Regions from separate parts of the Callithrix jacchus genome. Here region 1 is linked to region 2. A link is a contact called in public Hi-C data. All regions are on one chromosome and are shown on one strand. The core of a region is the stretch at or near the end of the contact, and the rest is flanking DNA. Distances in the headings are between cores, read along the strand shown. Region 1 holds the start of CRISP1 (cysteine rich secretory protein 1). Region 2 holds the start of RHAG (Rh associated glycoprotein).

Region 1 (5,425 bases), core at 1,935-4,434, 270 kb before region 2:
GCTCTGTCCCCATTAGTTTGGGTATGTTATGTTTCCATTTTTATTTTTTTCAAAAAATTGTTTGATCTCCTCCTTAATTTCTTTCTTAGTCCGGTGGTCATTCAGGAGCCTGTTTAATTTCCATGTTTTGTACAGTTTCCAAAGTTCCTCTTGTTATTGATTTCTCATTTTATTTCATTGTAGTTAAGAGAAGATATTTGATATCATTTCAATTTTTAAAAATTTGTTGAGACTTGTTTTGTTTTCTAACTTATGGTCCATCCTAGAGAGTGTTTCATGTGCTGATAGGAGGAATGTGCACTTTGTAGCTATTGAATACAATGTTCTGCAAATGTCTGTTAGGTTCATTTCATTGAATGTACAATTTAAATCCAATGTTTCTTTGTTAATTTCTGCCTAGATTATCTGTCTAATGTTGACAGTGGGGTGTTGAAGTCCCCACTATTGTCATATTGGAGTTTATATCTCCCTTTAGAGCTAATAATATTTGCTTTATCTATCTGGGTGCTCCATTGTTGGGTGCACATGTTTAGATTTGTTACATTCTCTTGCTGAATTGATCCCTTTATCATTACATAATGACCTTTTTTGTCTGCTTTTGCTGTTTTTGACTTTAAAAATCAGACTTAAAGTCTGATTTATCATATATAGCTAAAGATATTCCTGCTTGGTTTTGGTCTTCATTTGTACAGAATATCTTTTGATATCCCTTTACCTTCAATCTATATCTATCTTTACAGGAGAGAGAGCTTTTTTATAGACAGAATACAGCTGGGTCATAATTTAATTCATTCAACAAATATATATTTTTAAGTGGAAAATTTAATCCATGTGCATTCAATGTTTTTATTGATATCTCCTTTTATTAGTTGATTTCTATTTGTTTTGTATATTTTTGGTTTCCTTTTTCTCTTATTGTTTTTCATTGTGGTTAGGTGGTCTTATGTAGTGATAACATTTGAGTTCTTTCTCTTCCTTATTTGTATTTGCTCTACCAGTGGGTTTAATACTTTTGTGTGTTTTCATGATGGTAGATATCTTTTCACTTCCATGTGTAGGACTCTTAAGCATTCCTGGTAGAGCCAGTCTAATTAATGGTAGTAAATTCCCTCAGCTTTTGCTTATCTGGACAATACTTTTTTTTCATCTTTCATTTATGAAGGACAACTTTCTTGGTTACAGTATCCATGGGTGGAAGTTGTTTCTTTTTTTTTTTTTTTTCTTTAAGCACTTGTTAAATGTATAATCTCTGGGAGCAACAGCTAGCTGTAGCAGATGCTACAGGTGAGAAATGTCAATGCAGTTCCGGATGTGGATATGTAAGGACTGTTGGCCCCTGTGCAGGATGCAGCTGGGTTGGAAATAGACTGTCAATAAAACACCTTTCCATAGCTGCCTAGGACTCAAGAGTGTGTAAAACCCATGGGACCTACCATGAACAATCCTCTGGAACTATGCCTTTGTGCAGTCTCCAGGCAACTCTCTGTTAGTCTCAGGGGTCTGTGAGGGCCTAGGGGCATCCCAATGGCTAGGATGCAGAAGTCCATGGTGAAAATGTGCCCTAGTGGGGGTCACTCACTTACCCTTTGCATGCATTAAGGAGCCTTTCCAGGCTCCCAGCCTATCCCAACTGAGCACACTGCCATGTTTTTCTCTCTTTCCTTGGTTTAGGTGTTTCTTCTCTGTTGAATACGAGATGGTCTATTTGAATTTTAATTATCTATTTCTTATTTTGGTACTTCTTTATAGAGAAGGCAAGTGCCAGATGCTTAGTCTGCTATTTTAAAGGCCCTCCCCTCAGAATCTACCATTTAGTTTACTTTTTTTTCAATTACTTCAGGGTTAAAATTATCTGCTTTACTAGATTTTTTGAGGATTAGTAAGAGAAAGGGACATTTCATCACCTATGTCACCATATTATAATAAATCCTGACATGAAAGGTTATGTTAATATTTGGAGGGAGAAAGAAAGGAAAGGAAATAGATGAAAAAGAGTGATAAAGGTGAGATTGCTTACATGTGCTTGTTTCTGAAAGAATTGATTTAGAGAGTTCTCTCTCATATTAAGCATGTCTGGCAGTAAGCAGGGGATGTGTGAGAGCAATGGTGAACTACATCATTGGGTGAAAAAGCATGAGTAATTGCACTGTATTATTCTGCACAAATTTGTTACCTTGCTCTTTAAAAGTGTTTGGTTTTATAAAATAAAAACCAAACTTAGCCTGTTTTGCATCTCACACAGCAGAATTAATTCAGAAATAAACTTAGCAGATGGTGAAAAGAAGGTGCCAACCGAATTTAATCGTCTATATTTATTAATATCTTAGAGTTAGCTAGCTATGTTAACTAAAAATAAAGAAGGTACATTTGCTCTGATTTTTCTGACTCATAATGACAGCCATGCTTAGCAAGGTGATCAGATATTATAGAATATCTCTAAGTCACTTACATAAATTAGTTGTAACAAATTATTCCTCTACTTTGTAGCTGATGGAGAGTTTAAATCAAATCTTTCTGTGTTCTTATATTAGTTTCTTCTCGCTATTATAACAAGTTACCAGAAATTCAATGTTCTAAAATAAATAGAGGTTTATTATCCTATTGTTCCAGAGATCAGAAATTCAAATAAGTTTCACTGGGCTAAAATCAGGTTGTCAACAGGGAAACTCTAAGGGCAGAATCTGTTTCTTTACCTTTTTCTATGTCCAGAAGCCATCTATATTCCTTAGCTCAGAGTATCTTCCTTGTCTTCAAATTCAGTATGACTGGTCAAGTCTGTCTCGTGCTCATCACTGACGTTGACTCTTCTGACTTCCTCTTCGACATTAAATACCCTTATGATTATATTGGGTCCACCCAGATATTTCAGGACAGTCTCCCTACTTTAATGTTAGCTGATTAGCAGTTTGAATTCCATATGCTACCTTAATTACCTTATGTCACACAATATAACATATTCAAAGGTCCAGGGATTAAAACAATTTATATTTTTGAGAGTCTATTATACTTCTAACAACAGTCCTGTCTTCCTATATGGGTCCCACATTAAACCTTGTTCAGATCCTGAAGGTTTCTTTTGGAAAAAAAAAGTGCAAACACATATAAAAGTGGTTCAAATAAGGTTTATACAAGATGTTATCCTATGAGTTAAGAATAATCTAAAATTGTGTTATTTTTTCTTTTCAGGGATGGCAATTAAACACCTCGTGTTTTTGGTTGCTGCTGCTTGCTTACTGCCTATGTTGGCCATGAAAGTATGTGAGGGTTGTATGTTTCATAATTACTTTCTAAATAAAGCTAAGAGTTAACACTTAAATCTAATTCACTATGTTAGATGCACTGTTGTAAGGCCACTACACCCATTACTCACTCTGTTTCCACAATAGCCCTCTTAGGCAAGTGCTCATCTTAATACCATATTATTAAGAAAAGAACCAAAGAAAGGGAAGGGTGAGTCATATGGCTAATACCTGAGAAGTAGAACATCGCAGGGCCTGAAATTATACTTAATCAGTTAGGTCCATATCTATTTCACTGCAGCCCCTCTGGATAATACAAGCAAAAAAGCACAGATAAACTATATAAGTTTTTACTATAATAAGAATTTAAAATGTCAAAATTAAATATAAAATGGAAAGGTGCCAACAGCACAGAGTGACGTGAGGAGCCGTAAGTGATGGTATCAAGATATATGACCTGAATCTCACTCATTCTTAAAAACAACAATTTTAACTGTCACAAAACAGAAGTAAAACTCTTAGTGATATAATATTTTATGATCAGAGAATAATATCCACCTTTAAATAACTTGAATGATATAAAGAAAATAATATATATTTTAATTTACTCAAAACTTTATGACAAATTGAAATAAATAACTTTGGTATAGAAAATGAGTGGCTTTTATATTTTCATAGCCCAGGTAAGAGAAGTAAGAAATAAAAGGCACTTAGTTTTATGGTTAAAAAAAAATCCTTAGGCATTAGGCTATTCGGGTGTTGGTTTGGTGTTTGGATCCTATTACTCACTCCTCTTCCCCAAAGAGAGACTAGGTGGAGCTCATGTTTAATGTCCAGTAATCCTCCAGTAAGCTGGAATTAGAGTCCTCAGTAAGACTTCTTCCTTTCCTCTGATTATCTGATCATTTTACTTCCCCACCGTGAAAGGGTGATTTTTATGCTTCATAAGGAAAAAGCTAACCTGAAGCATAGCAACCACTCCAGAGGAGGGGACAAAGGCAAACAGTCAGAAACCTATATTTACCATCAAGACCTAGTACTAGGCTGTCTAGACCACTTAGGCCCAGTTCTGGGAAACAGCCTAGCCCAGATTGCCATGTGAAAGAAGAAATTAGTATCACTAGTTAAAAGTCCAGAGCAAAGAGGAGATAGGTAGAACTCCTCTCATCCAAGAGAAACCATACCCAATTCACTTTTGACCAAGAATATAAAAGAAAAAGTGGAAAGCATTGACAAAACAACATGTTTATGTCCTATAACAGAGAATTATTAGAATATTTTCATTCATTTTATAGACAGCTTGGTCATAAAATAAAGGCCTAAGAATTTTAAATTTAAAGCAGATGATAAATTAAGTACCCAACACAAATTTATTACACAAACTTTAAATGAGTCCCAGTTAAAGTAAATAATGTGTTGAATCTGCCCACAAAAACATAGTCTTCTGCTTTCTCTTTTCAGACTCCAGTAGAAAGCAAATAAACTAACCACCAGACCTGAATGGTATTTTAAACTTCCAATAGTGTCAGAGTTTTCTGGGATATTAATCATCTAATTTAACATAAATTGCTTTTACTATTGATATAGGTAGTTTTCCATGACAATCTGGTAGATATTACCCAAAAAGTTTTTTAAGGAAAACTATAGAGAATTATGATCAGGTAACAGGCAGACTGAATCTTGTCTGAGTTAATTAGAGATTTCTCTGAGCACACAGTAGACCTGGGATCTGAAGAATAAGTCGGTCTTGCAAGCTCACAAGGTGTGCTATCAAACGTACAGGCATGGGCAAATATTCTAAGGCAGGAGGGAAATAGGCACATTCAGGTAACAACAACCAAAAAAAATCAGTGTGTCTACAGCAGAGATAAGGGTGTATATGTATTTATATCCTAAATAGAGGCTGAAAAATAAACAGAGTATTCAAAGGCCTTGTTAAAGATTTAGTTCCCCTTTTTATGAATGGTAAACTGTTTTTAAATTTTTTATTCTGAATGATGACTGGAGAATGAATTATGAAACGATGCATCAAGGAGTGGGAGAGAGAATATAGACGTAGTAAAGCATTAGTGGATTCAGGGAGGCCAGTGGAAAGCAGGCAGTAGCCACAATCAGTCCAAGTGAAGGAAGCAGAGAAGTCTGAAAGGAAAGAAAAAAATAGAGTGTTTTGTTCCTTACACTGGAAG
Region 2 (5,255 bases), core at 1,619-4,118:
AGAAATTGTTTCTTTTCTAAAGTCACAGAGCAGGTTGAGGATCAACAAGTTGAAGATCCCATGTAACCCACTGGCTCCTATATTAACCCAGGAATACTTCATTTCTATCTATGTATTTAGGTGGGAACTTGAAGGTTCATTTGCATGGTGCGTGTTTTATTTTGTTTGGTTTGGTGTGCATGAGGACATGGCTTACCCATTCATGATTCTTTCCGATTTTACCTCATTTACTGAAGACACTAGAAGAAAGCCATCTCTATAGTTTCCTAAACAGACAAGGCAACAGATAAATCATTTCCACTTTAGGACACACACACCCTCAGCCAATTGTCTTTGTGATTCAGAACTGTCATGAGAGAGATTTTTTTAAATCTTCAGGTTCACACTACCATGTGTTGGTCTGCACCAGGAATTTGACCTTCCCAAGCTTCATGGCTTGGGCTTCATCCTCCCTTTTGTTCCAGACACAGAGAACCTGATGATAAGCCCTCACTGACTGAAATACTGAGAGCAGACAGCAGTATGAAAGCTACTGTCCGGATTCTACATATTTAGAATTTAAAATGAAATGTATTAGAGTAAAGCTGTCCCCCTCTCCCTTCCTCACACTGCTGGCCTGCCTGCTGAGTGTTTCTCCCTTCAAGTCTGCCCTATATTCAATTCACTCAAATGATGTTTATCAATTGTATATTGTGCTAGACATGATATTATTCACTCTAGATAACAAATTAGGTGCAAAAAAGACACCACCCCTGTTCTTGTGGAGCTAGCAGGTCAGTAAGGGAAACAACCATTCTTAAAAATAACATGTAAATAAAAACACTACATAAATATAGCACACACCGCAGACAGCCAACTATACTAAATGCAAAAAAAAGACCACAATTCAATGAGAGATAACAGTGAAAACCTGGTTTAAGATGGGAGATCAAGGAAGGCTTTTCTGAGAAAGTAACATTTTATCTGAAAACTGAAGAATGATGGATGATGTATAGAGGGTTGGGGGCAGAGAGTATGTGGGACAAGTTCCAATTAGAAAGAGCAGCTTATGTGAAGAACTGAACAAGAGAACTATTTTCCCAGATGGCACATGATGCAGCGTATTTCAATGCGAGGGCCTAAATTCATAAGAAGACAACAAATCTGAACTCCTCAAAGTCCTAGCGTAGTACCATCACCTGTATGAATAGAATCCTCTACTCTCCATGCGTTGAGAAGTTGCTGAGCTGCTGAAAATGTCCCAGAGAAGAAGAGAGGCCACAGGTCTTGGGTTATTTAATATATGGTGTCACTTTTTATTAAAGAATTTAAAACCATATTGATTTGTGATATTGTTTAGATATTCTTGCAATTTATAATTTGATACTTAGTTTTCACAAATTTATATATAGTTTATTAATGCAAATATTTTGCATCGAGGATTCGTTGGAACACTCTTTAGGGTACTGCAAAACCAAAAATTAAAGTGTGTGATGTACAAATGTATTTTTATAGCTAAGCATGTGAACCCACTCCTCTTGTGCTATGCTATAAGGAATAATGGAAATAGTCGCTTTTTTTCAAAGTGTTTGTATATTTATAGAATTTCAGAGATTGTTTATTCCTAACATATCACATTCTACTGTGGAAAATCATACCAGAAAGACCAAAAAATCCTGGTGCTTTGTTTTACAAATATTTGTTATAATGTAGACTTTGGCCTGGCAGTCATTTGCACGCTCTCTCCAAATTCTGCATAGAATATTTTGGAAATTGGGCTTCATGAAAGAAATTTTATTTAACTGGTAACTCTTGGTTCTCAAAAACAGGTTTATTCTGCCATGAGAACAATTCCATAGTGGAGACAAGAATTCCTCCACCCATATGATAGTTTTAAATTGCTTTGCATCTTATTTACACTTAACTATCTATCAGGATGATAGATTAGTTACGTTCCTGTTTAAGTTCAGTCTCTTTCTGTTTAAGACTAAAACATATATCACAACCCATTTGGGTACTTCCTTATTTACAGTTGTGCAAATCAGAGTAAGGAGTCAAGAAAAACTTCATAAATAAACAAAACTTCCCCTTGCAGTCCTATATATTCCTCATTGCTCATGGGATAAGATTTAACATCTAGCATCTTCAATATTGAATGTGAGGGACTTTACAACACGGCCACCTCCATTACAACATTATCTCTGCCACTTCCTCCTTTCCTCCTCATCTCTTTTAGGTTCCAGCTTTGCTTGACTAATGGCCATTTCCAAAACATGCCATGTTCTCCCAAGCTTTATACCATTTCCTCCATCTGTTTCACTTGCAAAACCCTGTTAATTTTTTAGTTCTTACATCGATATTATTTTATATGCTAATGTTCTTGGCCTAAGGCAAAAAGTATCACTGCCTTATTTACGTTTCCTAATACTTTCATAACCACTATTATATCACTTATACGTTTTTTTATAATCATTTGCTTATATTTATGTTTTTCCAACTAGATCCTTAATTTCCTCAAGAAGTTAATAGACCAATTCTATCTTTTTCTTTAAATTCATGGCTTCTACGAAGCCTACCACAATGTTTGGCATACAATAAGCCCTCAAGAAATGTCTACTAAACTGAGTTAAACATGATTCTAGAGACCTATCCGATAGATCATTGGCATCACCCAGCTTCTCACAACTTCATTGCATATTCTTCAAATCAACATTTAGAATAACTATTAGATTACAGAGCATAATTTTCCCCAGTGGGTGGAGCATTTTAACCAGTCTTGCCCATTTTTTTTCTTGTGATGTCATCGGGGTTCCTTGAACATGCAGTAAAATTCTGCACACAGAGCAGTCCTTTGTTCTTATCAACATCTCACAGCCTGTGAAGCTCTCAGTGTGCCTCTGTCCTTTGCCACAAACATGAGGTTCAAATTCCCTCTCATAGCCATAGGCCTGGAAATTTTCATGATTGTTTTATTTGGATTATTTGTTCAATATGAAACGGACCAGCATACTCAGCAGCGCAACATCACCAAGCCAACAGACTTGGCCACATTCCTTGAGTTATATCCTCGTGAGTAGGCAATTTACTACTTCCTATACATTTTTGGGTTCTTCAGGTTCTCAGAATATAAAACCATTGAATACTGTAAACCTTTGAGCTCCTTGTAGAATTACATGATAGTTATGAGTGCAACATATTTCCACTATGGCATTTGGCCTTCTACTCTGTGATTAAGGTGTTTGGTTAAAACTTTTTTCTATTAAAATATCAGAACAAGAAGCTGAACATTAAAATAATTGATGCTTTTTGTATTGATTATCTACTGCTAAATGACCTTCTTTTTCCCTTCAGTTAGTCACTAGCTCTGCAAAGAAAAGTATCACACCTCCTTTGCATTCCCCACTGAAAGGGCCAAAGATAACTTTGGATGAAAGAGAGTTCTAAGAAAATGGAGTTATAAGAAGAGGACCCTAGATTTTATGTGGAATTTGATTCCAAAGAATGAGAAGGGGTATTTAGTATGTTGTAGGAAGTTAATGGAGTTTTCATTAAAAAGATGTACTCAGGGTTTTATAATATTCTGAAAGGAAGTTGTTTATTTCCTTTGAGATGAAAAGAAATGTGTGAATACCTACCATATTTAAAAAGAAAATTCTTCTTTTGAAATGACGACTGAGTGAAGAAAGAAATGTAATTTCAAGTTTGGATGGGCAGGCTGTAAAATAGTTAATACAACAATGACAACTACCATTTATTGAGTCTTTATTATGAACCAGATGCATACATTACCTCATTAAGCAGGAAGGGAGACAGTAGTATGTCACCATTATATAGACTACTTACTTTTCTTAAGTAAGGCTCAAATAATTTTAAAAATATAAAAATTATTTAAAATAATATAATGTTTATTACAGTTCACAGCATATGTCTAAGCTTTTAAAAAACAGTTTGATACTCCCTTTTATTTCTACATTTTTTGAGGTAATTAGTATCATGGGGGTACTCCCACGAAGAAATTATGGCCTAAGTTTGCTAAGTGACTTAGTAAAAATACAAAATTGAAAATTAAGGACAGACTTAGGATAGTAAGACGGAAAAAACTAGACTCCAAGTCTAGTTGTATTTACACTGCATAGATGTTTAAGAGGGTTCTTGATTAAATAAGTATTATAATTTCCAAGTTAGAGAATAAAACAAAAAAATTATGTTCAACTATGTATGCTTTTGTATACTACATTCATTCATTCATTTACTCATTTGGTAAATATTAAGTACTAAGCCTGTGCTACAGCAAACTTATTCAAAAATAAAACAAATATGATTCTTTTATTCTAAGACTCCACTATCTGGCACATCTGTAAATAAAAGATGAAATATGATATTAAAAATGCCAAAAATATGATCTAAGATTAGCATGATTTACACAAAGTCATCTTAAGACTTTAAGAGCTTAATAATTGCATGATTCAAGCTGAACTTTCTAAGTTTCAGCATCAAAGGTCCTAGGTAAAACTTCAATTCACAATTTGAAATCAAAACCAAGTTGAAGAAAAGTCGCTAAACATGGTCATTTTTCAGTAACCTAACAATAGATAAATAATTTTTGGATATCTACAGTACAGCATAATGATGACAGTTAACAATACTGTATGGATATTGTAATTTGCTGAGGGGATATCTTGTTCCCCCACACACATGCGCACACACACAAACACACACATATATACACACACAATGGTAACAATGTAAAAGTAATAGATGTGTTAACTAGCCTGATTGTAGTGATCATTCCACAAAGTATATGTATATCTAAATGTCAATTTGTATGTCTGAAATATATGTAATTTTATGTCAATTATATCTTGATAAAGCTGTTTAAAAATATAGTTTAATAGTCACATCACTCTTCTACACCACTTGTAAGAAACATAAAAATTGATTTTATGATTCATGAAGAAAATATTTATTAAGCTCCCAATTCTTGCAAGTAATCTCCAAATCTCTCAAGCTTTTAGGCACTAAAAAGTGAATCAAACAAACAAAATGGGATTCTATTGTGTATATGTGCCACATTTTCTTTATCTATTCATCCACTGATGGATACTTAGGTTGATTCCATATCTTGGCTATCGTGAATTGTGCTGCATAAATGTAAGAGTGCAGGTATCTCTTTCTCTTCAACATATTGATTTCCTTTTCTTTGTAAATTTACCTAGTAGTGAGATTGCTGGTTCATGTGATAGTTCTATTTTTAGTTTTTTGAGAAACTTCCATAT

The links. Hi-C and Micro-C count contacts between places; a contact is called where the count stands out from the background.
Region 1: a contact with region 2 is called in a Hi-C map of induced pluripotent stem cells, with 2.5 times the contacts expected there. The contact joins the promoter of CRISP1 here to the promoter of RHAG in region 2. A contact is called at or near these places in 3 of 3 Hi-C or Micro-C datasets (induced pluripotent stem cells and skeletal muscle).

What each region holds. Positions count from the first base shown.
Region 1 is chr4:58,149,815-58,155,239 of calJac240_pri, reverse strand. CRISP1 (cysteine rich secretory protein 1) reads left to right here and starts at 3,184. Exons shown (of 7, transcript XM_002746635.5): 1 at 3,184-3,254. The coding sequence starts at 3,189.
Region 2 is chr4:57,882,391-57,887,645 of calJac240_pri, reverse strand. It overlaps RHAG (Rh associated glycoprotein), which reads left to right and starts at 2,868. Exons shown (of 10, transcript XM_002746609.7): 1 at 2,868-3,048. The coding sequence starts at 2,895.